2 separate regions of the Oryctolagus cuniculus genome follow, and region 1 is linked to region 2. The links are chromatin contacts, called in public Micro-C maps. All regions are on one chromosome and are shown on one strand. Each heading gives the region's core, a stretch centred on a gene start, on an enhancer-like site or on the middle of the called end of the contact. The rest is flanking DNA. Distances are from core to core; before and after follow the strand shown. Region 1 holds the start of TGIF1 (TGFB induced factor homeobox 1). Region 2 holds the start of LOC100345591 (myosin regulatory light chain 12B).

The links. A called contact is a pair of places that touch in the nucleus more often than the background predicts.
Region 1: a Micro-C map of ear pinna shows a contact between it and region 2, with 4 times the contacts expected there. The contact joins the promoter of TGIF1 here to the promoter of LOC100345591 in region 2. A contact is called at or near these places in 2 of 6 Hi-C or Micro-C datasets (ear pinna and an unstated tissue).

The regions. Positions count from the first base shown.
Region 1 is chr10:60,347,129-60,353,629 of mOryCun1.1, reverse strand. It overlaps TGIF1 (TGFB induced factor homeobox 1), which reads right to left and starts at 2,957. Exons shown (of 3, transcript XM_002713597.5): 1 at 1,999-2,957. The coding sequence starts at 2,014. LOC138844047 (a long non-coding RNA gene) reads left to right here. Exons shown (of 6, transcript XR_011379420.1): 1 at 1-115.
Region 2 is chr10:60,151,394-60,157,285 of mOryCun1.1, reverse strand. LOC100345591 (myosin regulatory light chain 12B) reads right to left here and starts at 3,300. Exons shown (of 4, transcript XM_070050423.1): 1 at 3,158-3,300.

The sequences.
Region 1 (6,501 bases), core at 1,708-4,207, 200 kb before region 2:
TTTTTTTTTTTTCAGTCAGTAACCGCGACCCGAGGCGCTCCAGGGCTCTGGGTCACTCGCCGCTGGAGCCCAGAAACGAGGCCGTGACTCCCGCCCCCGGCGCGAACACAGCTGGGTAGGAAAACCTCAAAAGGGAAAGCAACCCGGGCCACCTCGGCACTTTCAGCTCCCCGACACGGGCCCTGAAGCAGTCGCCAAGTTTCCCCTCCACCACGTCACCTTTCATTGTTTCCGTGAGTCGGCGCGGCGGGGGTCCCCACGGATCCAGCCCGCCGGTCCCGCTCGGTCCCCCCAGCCGCGGGGCGGGGGTGGGGTACCGGAGAGCGCCGAGGGGCGCTGCGGGGGAGCCACCTGGGAGGGAGAGTTGGCCAGGGTGGGGTGGGGGGAGGCGAACCAGGGCAGCCCCCGCCCGAGCCCGAACAATGGGGCTGGTCGCCCCCGGCGGAAGCCCGGCTCGGCGTTCGACGCGCTGGAACCCGCGTCAGAAACTGACACCCCCACCCCCACCCCGGGGTAGCGCGCCCAGCCGCCCCGGAAGGCTCTGGACCTGTCATCCCAGCAGAGTCCAGGCTGGCGCGGCTCTTCCCTCGCGCGTCTTCTCACAGAGCCAAGAGAAACGTCCCAGTTCTCCCCGTGGCCCTCAGGGAGAAAGGGAAGTCCTACTCCCAACTCCTCCCCGCCCCGCCGTGACCCGGCCTTTCACGTGTGATTTCTCTGTCCTGCCGGGAGAGCCTGGGGGGTGGGGGGACAGAGACGCGCCGCGTGTTTCAAAGTCCCGCACGGAAACCACAGGGCAACAGGGGATTCCCCCCTACACACGCGAGAAACGCAGCCGCCGGGACGGTGCGTGCGTGCGTGTGTGTGTGTCTGTGTGTGCGCGCGCGGGGCGGCCGCACCACAACTCGGCTGTTCCGTGGGAGCCGCGCTCGCCGTCCGCGTCTGAAAGAATGTGGAGTCCCACACGCGAGGGAGCTCCCGGGCATGCGCAGCAGCGCCCCCACCCCCGCGATTAACTTCTGTTTTGATCCACTCCACATAAATCACAACAGAAAAGCCAGCCCCGGCCCTCCACGGAACACTCGGGGGACCTCCCAGGCTGGGACTCCGAAGTGAACTTCAAAAGGGACTTCTCAGTCCTTGACCTTTCTAGGTGGTGGTTTTTTTTTTTTTCTGTGTATTTTGCAATTTTTTTTTTAAACCAGACGGCAAGTTTTAGTTGTAAAGCTTCCAGAACGCTTGGTGGAAACAATGACAGCCTCGCTCTTCTGCACTTACAACCAAGCCTGCTTGTCACACTTGGACGCGTTCTGACTGAACGCCGCTGGAACTGGCTGGCCCTCCGTCCTAACTCTTCATCTTGCCCCAAATCCATCGTGGGAAAACTTTGAGAGACTGGGAATTTTTTTTCTTTCTTAAAGTCTAGTTTTCCAAAGCTGTTTACAGCAGAGGGCTTTGTGAGGGGCCGGGACCACATTCCTTTAATTGTGAAAACACCACATGCCCCAAGAAAAGTGCCCAGGCCCAGCTGGGAGTGGGGGCTCTCGGAGCAGAACTTTCTTTCAGACAAAGACGCGCCACGGTTCCGCTGCACGCCCCGCCCTGGAAAAGCGAGGCGCAGGGTCCCCCGGCCCGGACCCCCACAGCCCCCGCCGGAGAGACAGGACGAGGAGCCACGCGGCGGCTGGGCCGAGCGTGGGGTGTGGGAGCAGACAATGAAACTTGGAGGCGCACAAACAAGGCGCTGAGCGTGTTTCTTGACAACGCGCCAGCAGCGTGGAGAGAGGCTCGTCTCCCCCACAGCAGCCCCCGCGTGTTGTGTCTAGAAGGAAAACAGCAACTGCCATTTCAGACGCTGCCCCAACAAAGCCCACGGCCGCCTTTCCAAGTCCCAAAGTGCCCCAGGGCAGAAAAAAGTCCACCAAGTCACTCTTGGCGGCGGGGTCAGCACGTTGCCCCGGCTCTCGCGCTGCGGCGCGCACGGCCCCGCGGCCGCCTTACCTTTCTTACTTTTCATTCTGGAGCTCCTCTCCCAGCGCCAGGCAATGCTGGGGTCTCGAGGGGCCGAGGGCCGGAGCACCGGGGGCCAAGCGAGCGTTCTGATTCCCGGCCGATTCTCCCGTAACTTGTAGGACGTGCTCCAACCGTCGCTGCTAAACAAGGGGCTCGGATCCCAGGCGCCCGCTCCTCGGGTGGAATTCAAGTGACACTTGGGCTTCCTCCTGCCGGGAGATTCTGGCAGCCGGCCGGGGGCTCTCCCTCACCCAACTCGCTCCCCTCCCTACTCCGCTCCTTTGTTCCCTGCTCCTGCTCGGCGCACCTCGGCGCTGTCAGAGTGAGAAAGGCGAGGAGGGAAGGTACAGGAGGTCCTGCCTCCGCCCCCAGCCGCCCGCCCCGTCCCCCGCCCGCCTCGCCGCTCCTCCGCCCCTCCCCCGCCCCTTCCAGCCGGGGTGGACCGGATCGCGCCCCGGCCGCTGTCACCCGTCCCTCTCGGCGGCGGCCGACCTCAGAAACTCGATTCTTCCTGCCTGCCGCGCGCTCGCCGCCCGCATCCCTCGCGGGGCGGCGGAGTCACCAGCCGAGCGCCCCCGGGCTTTCCCTTTGGGCCTTTCTTCCCGGAGCAGGCGAGGGGTGCTTTTGGTTAAGAAACTGCCAGCCGATGGGAAAAAAAAGGACTCCCCTCCTCGCACCCAGAGAAGACTAGGCTGCCCCTCTCGTTTTTGACAGCTACCCCAAACTGCACAGTCCCTGCCCGAGCCGCTTCTGACCCAAGGGGCGGGGCACGGCAGGAAAAGTATGTGGGACAAGCACCAACTTCTTCCAGAATGCGCGGCTGCCATGGACACGCGGGCGCGCCGCGTCGCGCCCTTCCCCCGTGGCTCTTCCTCCTGCAGCGACAGTGGGAGTGGGTGGGGGTGGGAGTGAGGGGGGGATGAGACGCAGACACTCTAGGCGAATGTCTGTTCCCCAGGGCTAAAGCTGCGAGTTCCGGATTGGATTGCAGGGCGGTTTCGAAATCGAACACGTTGCGGACAGGCACTTGTCATGCTCACATGCTCTTTAAACGTCCCTGCCTGGGGACTGCCCGGGCGCGCGCCTGCCCCGCCGAGACGCAGCCTGACACCCTCACTCCACCACCGCCGGACCCTTCCCAAGAGAGGGGCGACCACGCCGTGGCTGCTCGTCTGCTTCGGTAAACAGAGTCTACTTTTAGGACCTATGCCCAGCGAGGGAACCCCTCCTCCCCCTGTATTTCAAACAGAAACTAGCCATTAAGTAAACACATGTTCCTGGTGGTTTATTTTGGTTGAGAGTTAGGCGGACTCCAACAGGAGTTCCTTGATGAAATGCCCCCTTTTTAAACCGCCAGATGCTTGCTGTTGGCTGGTTTCAACCAACGCAAGCCCCCTCCTCTGCGTCTAGTTGTTGGCGTGGGTTTGTCCCGTTGTTTTTGAGCAAATGAACTGTCATATGCCACAGTAAGACGATCCCCATCGCTTAAGAAAAAAAAAAAAAAAGGAAAAAATTCCAAACGTAAATAAGCCTCGTGGAGACGTCAGCGCCGGCTCTGTCCCCGGTGTGGACTCTGCGCTGTTTTTGTTTTGTGACCTCGGTGGAGATGCCGGCAGGAGAAAAACCCGTGGAAATAAGGTTAAACCCAAGGAGGAGGAGGAGGACTAAGGCGGCCAAAGCATGACTAACCAGACTTTAGAGCCTCTGTTTTCGGATTACGCTGAAAATTAGAGCCAGCCTCCCCCGCCCCAAGAGTGCGTGCGTTCTGGCCAGAGTTTTAAAAAGCCTGGGGTGGGTTTTCCAACTACGGGACTTAAAACGAATCAACAAGGGGGAAAAGCGTCATTCTCAGAAGGCAACCACCTTGTGATTTTTGTTTCTTCTGCGGCACAGAAGGGAGCCCACATCTGAAACAGCACAGGGGGATGGGAGAGGGGGGTACTTGGTCCTGGGGGAGAAACCACCAGGCTGGAAGCTGCCCTGCAACCGCCTGCAGCGCAGTTCCGTCCCCCCCGCCTGGCCGGGGATGAATCAGCTGCTGCGCCCGCTGCCGGACAGATGTGGCGCGGGGAGGGGGCCGCGCCCCGCCGCCCGTTAGAGGGCCGCCCGTCCTTTCATTTGAAGGGTTGTTTGTGGCTGGGATTGGTGGCTCACATCCGCTGGGGAGCCGGGAGAGGAGGGAGCAGAGACGCTGGGAGGAGGAGCCCAGGCGGCCGCCGCGGCGCTCGGCGGCCTGAGTGGCAGCAGCCCCGTCTGGAAGCGGGCGGTTACTGCGGAGACGCTTTGTTTGCTAACTTCGAAAGCGGTGAGAAGCCGTCCGCACCGCACGCCTCGGTCGGCTGGGCCCTGCCCCCCGCCTGCTTTCGGCTGCCCGAGACCTAAACGTTTCCTTCTTCCTCGTGGTTATCCTTGGCCACGCGGTGGCTCTCATTATGTACACAAAGGTAGCTTTTCTTTCGGCTCTAAGTGAACTTGGCTAATTACCGCGATTCTCAGGCAACCGAGAGTTGGAGCGAGTTTACGGCATGAAAACAAACTTTACAGGGGGGAACGGAGAGGGGTGGAGGGAATTTAAAGCCTCTTTCAAATTAAGAGGAGGAAAAAAAGTGGAGACTTAAAATTCGCCTTGGCTAGAGCACCAACTTGATCCACGCCGTACACACCTTTTGCTGGAGTAAATCATACGCAAGCAGTTGCTGAAGTTGGCGAGATGCACCCAAGAGGAACACCGCCACAGTCTCGTGCTGCCAAGGCCTTATAGCCCCCCAGGTAGAGGGTTGACCCCACCCCTAAAGCTGACCCCAAACTTGTTAGGAGCTCTGGATCAGTGCCCTAGGGTCTTCCGCAACGCAGGAAAGGAAAACAAACCCCCCAAAAGTGGACTCCGCATACCAGCAACTGCTTAGGATATTTTTTGTTTATTTTCCTCTCTAGAGGTGGAAAAACAAGTTTCCGTTCTGGCGCTGTCAGTCCCTTAATGTCTCAGGGGCGTCTCTGTAAAACAGATCCAGTGACTTTTAAGATTTCCCCCTAGTGCTAAAAATAAGATTATATGGATTCACATTTGCCTCGTATTATTTGCTGAATTCATATGCATGTTATTGCGCTGGGAAATTTCCTAAGGTTGAGGCGTCGCTTGGTGCTTTTGGAGGCTGCCTGATGAAAGTTCACCAGTCTTTCCAGGCACACACAGTTCTATTTGGTGTCTCATCTTCTCAATTCTTCCTCAAGGCCAACTCTGGGAAACAAACAAGTTAAAAAGCTGTGACTTTTCACAGCCTGCAAAACCTTCAGAAAGCAAAGCTCTAATAGGAACTTGGGAAGGCAAATACACCAGAAAAGTGTGTCAACACATGCAGTTACCATTAAAGCCTTTGATACCAGGTCCATCAAGTGTCTGGAGAATGCATTCGTTTCATTCACCTACTCAAAGACTGAGTAAGCCTGATTTCTGTCAGTTCTGTGTCCTGGCTTGGAGGAATGACGGTTTGCAGTTATTGGATCCCTTTTGCTGCTAGCACCTGAGAGGCAGATGTTTTTATAAAATATGTACAATGCTGGGCTCCAGACCCTGTGCCAGGGGCCCCAAGTCTCCTCACTTCTCAGGATAGAGGAGCTTGCTACTTAAGGAGGGCCTGGGGCTGTCCTGCAGCCATCTTGTGATTCTGTCAACCCCGGCAGGATAATTCTCCTCTTTGCTGCATGAATAATGTAACTGGGGCTACTACTTTTGTTTTGAATCAGTTTTCTCATAGTCTGTACTTCCCCACCCAGCCCTTCTTTCTCCTCTGTAGAAGTCTCACTTCTCTTTATGGGTTTTGGAATCAAGAGGACAGAGCAAAGCGATTATTCAATGAGCAGAGCCTTTACCTCCTTCATTCTCAGCAACCGGTCTCTGCATTGTGCTTTACAGTTGTGAAACACTGGTTGAAATGATCTCATTTGGTACACAAACTACTCGTGTAACTTTTTTTTTTTTTTAAGTCAACATCCAAATTTAACAGAGCTGAAAGGCCTAAAGCAGGCATTGGGCATAAAGTTCTGGGTCTAAATCAGCTGATCACGAGGAAATCCTGTCATGCTGCAAGGTCGGATGGCTGCAGGAGGGAGAGCCACTGGCCTGCATTAGGTCACCAAGGCCAGCGGGGCCTCCTGGGCTCCGTGGGTGTTACTCTCTGAAATCTGGTGTTTTGTGTTTTTTTTTTTTTAAGATCAATTAATTAATTTATTTGAAAGGCAGAATTACAGAGAGGCACTTCACTCCCCAAAATGGCTGCAGTGGCCAGAGCTGGGCCACTCCGAAGCCAGGAGCCAGGAACTTCTAGGTCTCCCATGAGGGTACAGGGGCCCAAGCACTTGGGCCGTCTTCCACAGTTTTCCGAGGCCATAGCAGAGAGCTGGATTGGAAGTGGAGTTCTGGGACTCAAACCGGTGCCCGTGTGGGATGCTGACGCTGCTGACTGGGGCTTTAACCTGCTGTGCCACAGCACC
Region 2 (5,892 bases), core at 2,051-4,550:
CTCCCCTTCGGGTGCAGGGGCCTAAGCACTTGGACCATCCTCCACTGCCTTCCCAGGCCACAGCAGAGAGCTGGACTGGAAGAGGAGAAACTGGGGCTAGAACCCGGCACCCATATGGGATACCAACGTCGCAGGCAGAGGATTAACCTAGTGAGCCCTGGCACCGGCCCCAAAATGTACAAATCTTAACAGTAAGTTTTTCTAAATGTGTATACCTACATAATCATCATGACAATCAAGTTACAAATGTTACCATTCCAGAAAGTTTCCTGCAAATCAATTAGCCTTTTCCATGAGCAACCACTGTTTAGATTTCTATATTTTTTGTTTTTGAACTTCTCAAAAAATGGAATTTGACACTGTACATTCTTTTATACCTAACTTCATTTATTCCAGATACTGTTTCTGAGATTTAGCTATTTTATTGAGCTTATGGGTGGTTCATTCTTTTTACTGAGTACAATTTTATTGCCATGTAATCTACTTGCACATGACAGGTACTCAGTAAATACTAAACAAATATTTACGTATGCTTGCTTCCTGTCACAAACAGAACTACATACACCTATATTTATCATAAGGTAGTACCTAGATCCGCATTACAAACTTTTTCTCTACGGTCTCCCTATGCAGTTCACCACAAATGCCACTGTTCTTTTACCCAAGAGGACATTATCAAAACTTACCAGCTGTTCCCTGCTCCACTCTGAGGGGAAGAGTACTAACAAGGACAATAACTGAGTGCTGAAGTTGTGCCAGCACTAGTCTAAGAATTTCACACGTACTAACACATTTAATCCTGACAACAACGTATGATGTGGGTACTGTTATCCCTGTTTCTCAGATAAGAAAATTAGGTAAAGGATAAACAACTTGCCATACAGGTAGGAAACGGTCGAGCTCAGCCAGCATCTGGATTCAGGAAACCTAGCTCCAGAGCTTGGACCCCAGCCCCTGACATACAAGCAGCTGACTGGGAGGAACAAGCAACGCCATCACACAGCTCAAGTGTGTGGGCTCAGAAAACAACACTCCCAAGCATGGCGCCTTCCCTCCCCCGTCTCTCCATCCTGCTTCTCTCCTCAGCAGAGGGTCTTCCTCTGAAGTTCCCTTATAAGGGAAGTTCCTCCAGAGGAAATGCGGTTGTCTCTGGTCCCCTCCCTATAATAATCTCATTAAACTGAGTAGTCAACTCCCAGGAAAGGAGACGCCACACCCAAAGCCCAGACAGCACTTTGTCCCAGGCTGTCTGCTCTTGGGGCTCATTCATCTCCCCTAAAACTCAGTTGTTTTCCAACATTGCATACACCCCTCACCACCTTCTCCCCCATGAAGAAGGTACTTGGTGTCCAACCTCATCCGGATATCAGGTACTCGCTCTCCTGTGATGCCCCCATACAGGTAACAAACTCGCGTACCTTTTGTAAAGCTGTCTACTGTCCGTAGACACTTCAGCATGCTCAATTACCAAACCTTCAGAGGGTAGAAGGCACCCCCGGCACCGCTAATTGCGGCACGAGGAAGGAAGGAAGACCCCAACTAAGACTGCTGGCAAACAGGGGATGATGAACTCATCCTAGCTGTCTGATGTCTTTTAGTCTTAGGAGAGAGGGCAAACTAGCCCTTGGAGGGGCTCTACACCTTCTTACCTTCTCTACCATTAGCTACCCTCACTTGGGAATCTGTCCCTTAAAGCTGCAGGACATCTTGTGCGAACTCAGTCTCATTAAAGCACACAGGAACAGCAGCCAGTCATCACAGAAGCTGCTTATTCAACAGAGCCTGTACAAACAAAAAAAGCTAGAGGTTTTGTTGTGAAGTCTAGGGAGGTGCACCAGAGGCTGAGAGAGAAAATGGGTGGCACCAGATGAATCCCTCTGGGTTTCAAACACCTCATGGAAAAAGGTTTCTATTTGTTTTATAATAAACAATCTATAAGGTCATACTGAATTCTCTAGTGCTATGATTCTCCACTTACCAAACCCATCTTACACAAAAGCTGCCAGACTGAACCTCGCAACACCCCCTTCCTACTGTTATTCCCTTCCTTAGTGAAGAATCCAAAATGACTCCCTGAAATGCCTTACATAATATTTTACTTCCCTTCCAGCTTTCAGGACCGGGCCTCGCTTACTTGCCCACCCTTACTTCCGGCTAGTATGCATGTGGCTCTGCTCCAACCAGGCTGGTGCCCCCCTGCGCCCTCTCCCATCTTGTTACCTCTCACCACAGTTCCTCCTTCTTAAGGCAGAATCCGGGGCCTCCAAGGAGGTCTCAGTTCTCTTCCCAGGAAGCCTTTCCTGATTCCTGTTATTTGTCCTTTTCTTCAATTAACACAAATGAACTACATCTTACCAAGGTGCCAGGTATAGCGGGCGTTACGACTCCTGGGACATCACTTTAGCCGATACCCTGGTATCAGTTTTCTAATAGCTTTCTTGGACACATTACTTTAGGCAAAACCATGCACTAATAGCTCCTGCCCTCCCCCCAATCATCAAGCACAGGGAGGGCCACGGGGCAGGTGCTCCACGCGAATAAGCCCGCACCGACGCTGGGAAGCGACCCGAGGCGCTATCAGCGGGGCACCAGGTGTGTGAAGTCATCCAGGTGACGCAGAGCCGGCCCACGCGCTGCCCCGGGGACCCGGCCGCCACCTCCAGCAGGGCGTCTCCCCAGCCTGGCTTCATCCGATCTGGAGCCTCCAGACACCCTCGACTTCTAGGCCAGTGGCGCCGCCAGAGCCCCACAACGGACCCCCCCCTAATTTCATCCTGGCCCTGCGCTCACAGCTCCTCCGCCAACCTGACAGGTCCCGCGCCGCCCTGCAGTGCTGGGGCTGGGACCCGCCACAGGAGCGCGGCAGCAGGGAGACGGCGGCACGGACAAAGCCCGAAAGAGGATGTGCGTGGGGCCAAACGCCACTCACCGGGCGACAGACACCTGAACCGGGGCTGCCCTGCGCGAGTCGACGAGCGACGGGCACGAGCTCTGGGCTGTGGCCGGTCAGCGGCGGCGCCGGCACTTCCTGCCTGGAGAGGCGGTGCGGAAGGCGCACCGGAAGGCGCGGCCGATCCACTCGGAACGGGGGTGCAGTCAGTGTTCTCGCCAGCTACGGAGCGGATCCCGGGGGTGAGGGGAGCGGGGCTGCGCCGACCTGACGTGCACAGCCTAGGCCTTGGTTGTCGGTTCCGAGCCGAGGAGGCCTGCCCGCCCGCGGCCGCGGCGTTCGTCTGCAGTTCGCCCTCTATCCCCCTCTAAGTCCCGCGGCGGATCCCCGGCCCTTCCGCATTCCTGGGCGGCGGGGCGGGGCCGAGGGGCCCGAGCTGGAATTTGACCCGGGAGGGCTGTAACCGCCCGGGTTTCTGGGGGTCCCCTGAGCCGGAAGCCGCCCACCCACGGTTGCCAGATTTAGCAAATCTGCAAGAACAGTTGGCTTGGTTCAATCCGAGTTTCGGGTAAACAAGCATTTTATTTTTAAGAATGTCCGGTGTAAAACCGAAAAGAGGGCGGCGGCCGGGCGCACTCCCGCCAGCTGTGGAAATCCTCACTTCCCAGCCCGAGATAAATCCGGAAAGCCGAATCCCCTTAACTATTAGACCAGAGCTACAGCCTCTGGCTCTCATTCCCCTTTCAGCCACAAAGTTTTATTCAAACTGAAATCCAACACGCTTAGACTGGGGAAGCTGACAAAATGACACACACACAGAGATACATGCACACACGCAAACACCGTGCCCGGGCGCAACAAAGGAAAACACGGAGCTGCCTTATTTGCCTTTTGTGGATATTGTTTTGTAGCTATACTCTTCAGGATGAATTAGCACTAATTCCAAGTGAGGGAGAGTCAGCCTAATAGCAAATCTTTATTGAGCACCGATTGCCTGCACATGTGTTGGCTGCTGGAGCGACGAATGAATAATTCAAATTCTCTTCCCTCTGGGAGTTTATATTCTAGAAATCTCTGATCTGAAATTCCTAGAAAGTAGACCGTGTTCAGCACTCTACAGCAGTTCTTAAATAGTAGCCAGCATAAAACTAACTTCGTAGGTCTGCTAAAACAGGTTGTTGAACCTCAAACTCAGTAAGCAGGGGATGGAGGCTAATTTTCATTTCTAGGTAGCATGCAGATGATGCTGATGTGGGCCTCAGCCAAAATCACACCTTGGTCTAAATTATTTACCTTAACCCTGACTGCCCTTTGGTTCGAAGGCTTTGTTTAAGCTTCCCATTCACCAGAAAGAGCGATTTGGTCTTGGTCTCAGAGCTCTTCCAAGCATGATCTTACCACCCCAGAAACCTTCACCTTGGTTCCCCCTTCAGAGCATAGCTGGACTCACTCTTGACTATTCAAGGATACTTCATAAATTTGGAGAAAAACCAGAATTAAAAGATGTTTATTTTGGAGCAAAAATAATTTTGAAATCCCTGTTTTTTCATAATAGACTTCACAACTTTTTAAAGACCCTCATATGCATGGATTTCAATTTTTTGCACCAAAATAAACTTAATTCCATTTTCTGTTAACTTCTTGAAGTACCCTTGCCCTTTAACTGTGATCTCTGTATCTAAGTTTCTAGAAGTGTGCTATCCAATACAATAGGCACTAACTGCATGTGGCTTAATTTTAAAACTTCAGTTCCTCGGGTTGGGTTAGATAGTCTCATATGCTCAGTGCCACATGTGGTTAATGTCATTACTGGACAGCACAGTGCACTTCCATCGTCACGGAAAGCTCTACTGGAGAGCACAATTCTAAAGAAATAATTTTAAGGTATATTGTTTTCTCTGTACTCAAAAGCTATAAAATGCTGGATATCTAAATATCCAATGTTTGGAATTGAAATTATGGTATATCTATGTCAAAGATAACTGTGGTCATTAAAAAGAATGGCTGAAAAAGTAATATACTCAAAAGTAGCTATGCTAAAACATGAAAAAATGGTTTAAGAAATATTAAAAAATACTATGAATTCATTATAACTAAAATGTATATAGTTAAGTATTAGAAAAAAGGCATGACTTACTATTTGAGCAGGCATAGAGATATTAAGTATAAAAGGGTACGGGTACTTGGAAGTAGGAGGAGCTAATGGAAATGGGATAAACAGCATGGGGAAAATCAAACTTTCTTCAACATGAGATTAAGCTCCAACAATCCCTTAAGAGCAGGAAAGATAACCAGGCTGCAGAATTGTACACTTAAGGGAGAATTAATGAGACACACATTGGAGCTGCTCAGAAAATTGGAAGTCAACTATTTGAGCATCTGCTAGGTACTAGGTAAACTGACAGGCATTTCTATGGACCTTTCTCCCAACCCGAGCCTTTTATTTAACCACCTACCGCAAAACTATTTCCATGTATCCTTCGGGTAGTATGCGTCTTTATTTTTTTTAAGGATAACCCTAAATGGGCTCTAAGTTCTATCCAACCTTCCTATCTCCTAGATATGATCCATTTTGTTTCATTTTCCTTCTAGTTTGTCTTGTCCCCCTTTTAAAGATAGGCCTTTGACCTTGCCTTCCCTTCAGGATTCTTTTCATTAGCCTCCTGGTAAGCAGAATAACTACTATTTGTACACCTAACACGTGTTGTACCATTTTGCTATTGTCCCTGCCTGCCCAAAGACACAAAGGTACTCAAGGTGGAATTCTCTCAACCAAATCTTACTGCAAACCCATGCTTCTCTTAATCATGAAAATGCTGCTTAATACATTAGCATGTTTCTGGGGTACGTATTTGGCATACAGTTAAGATGCCGCTTGGGACGTCCACATCCCATATTACAGTGCCTGGTTTTGTGTCTTTGCTCCCAATTCCAGGTTCCTGCTTATATACACCCTGGGAGGCAGCAGGTGATGGCTCAAGTAGTTAGATCAGAGCCACCCA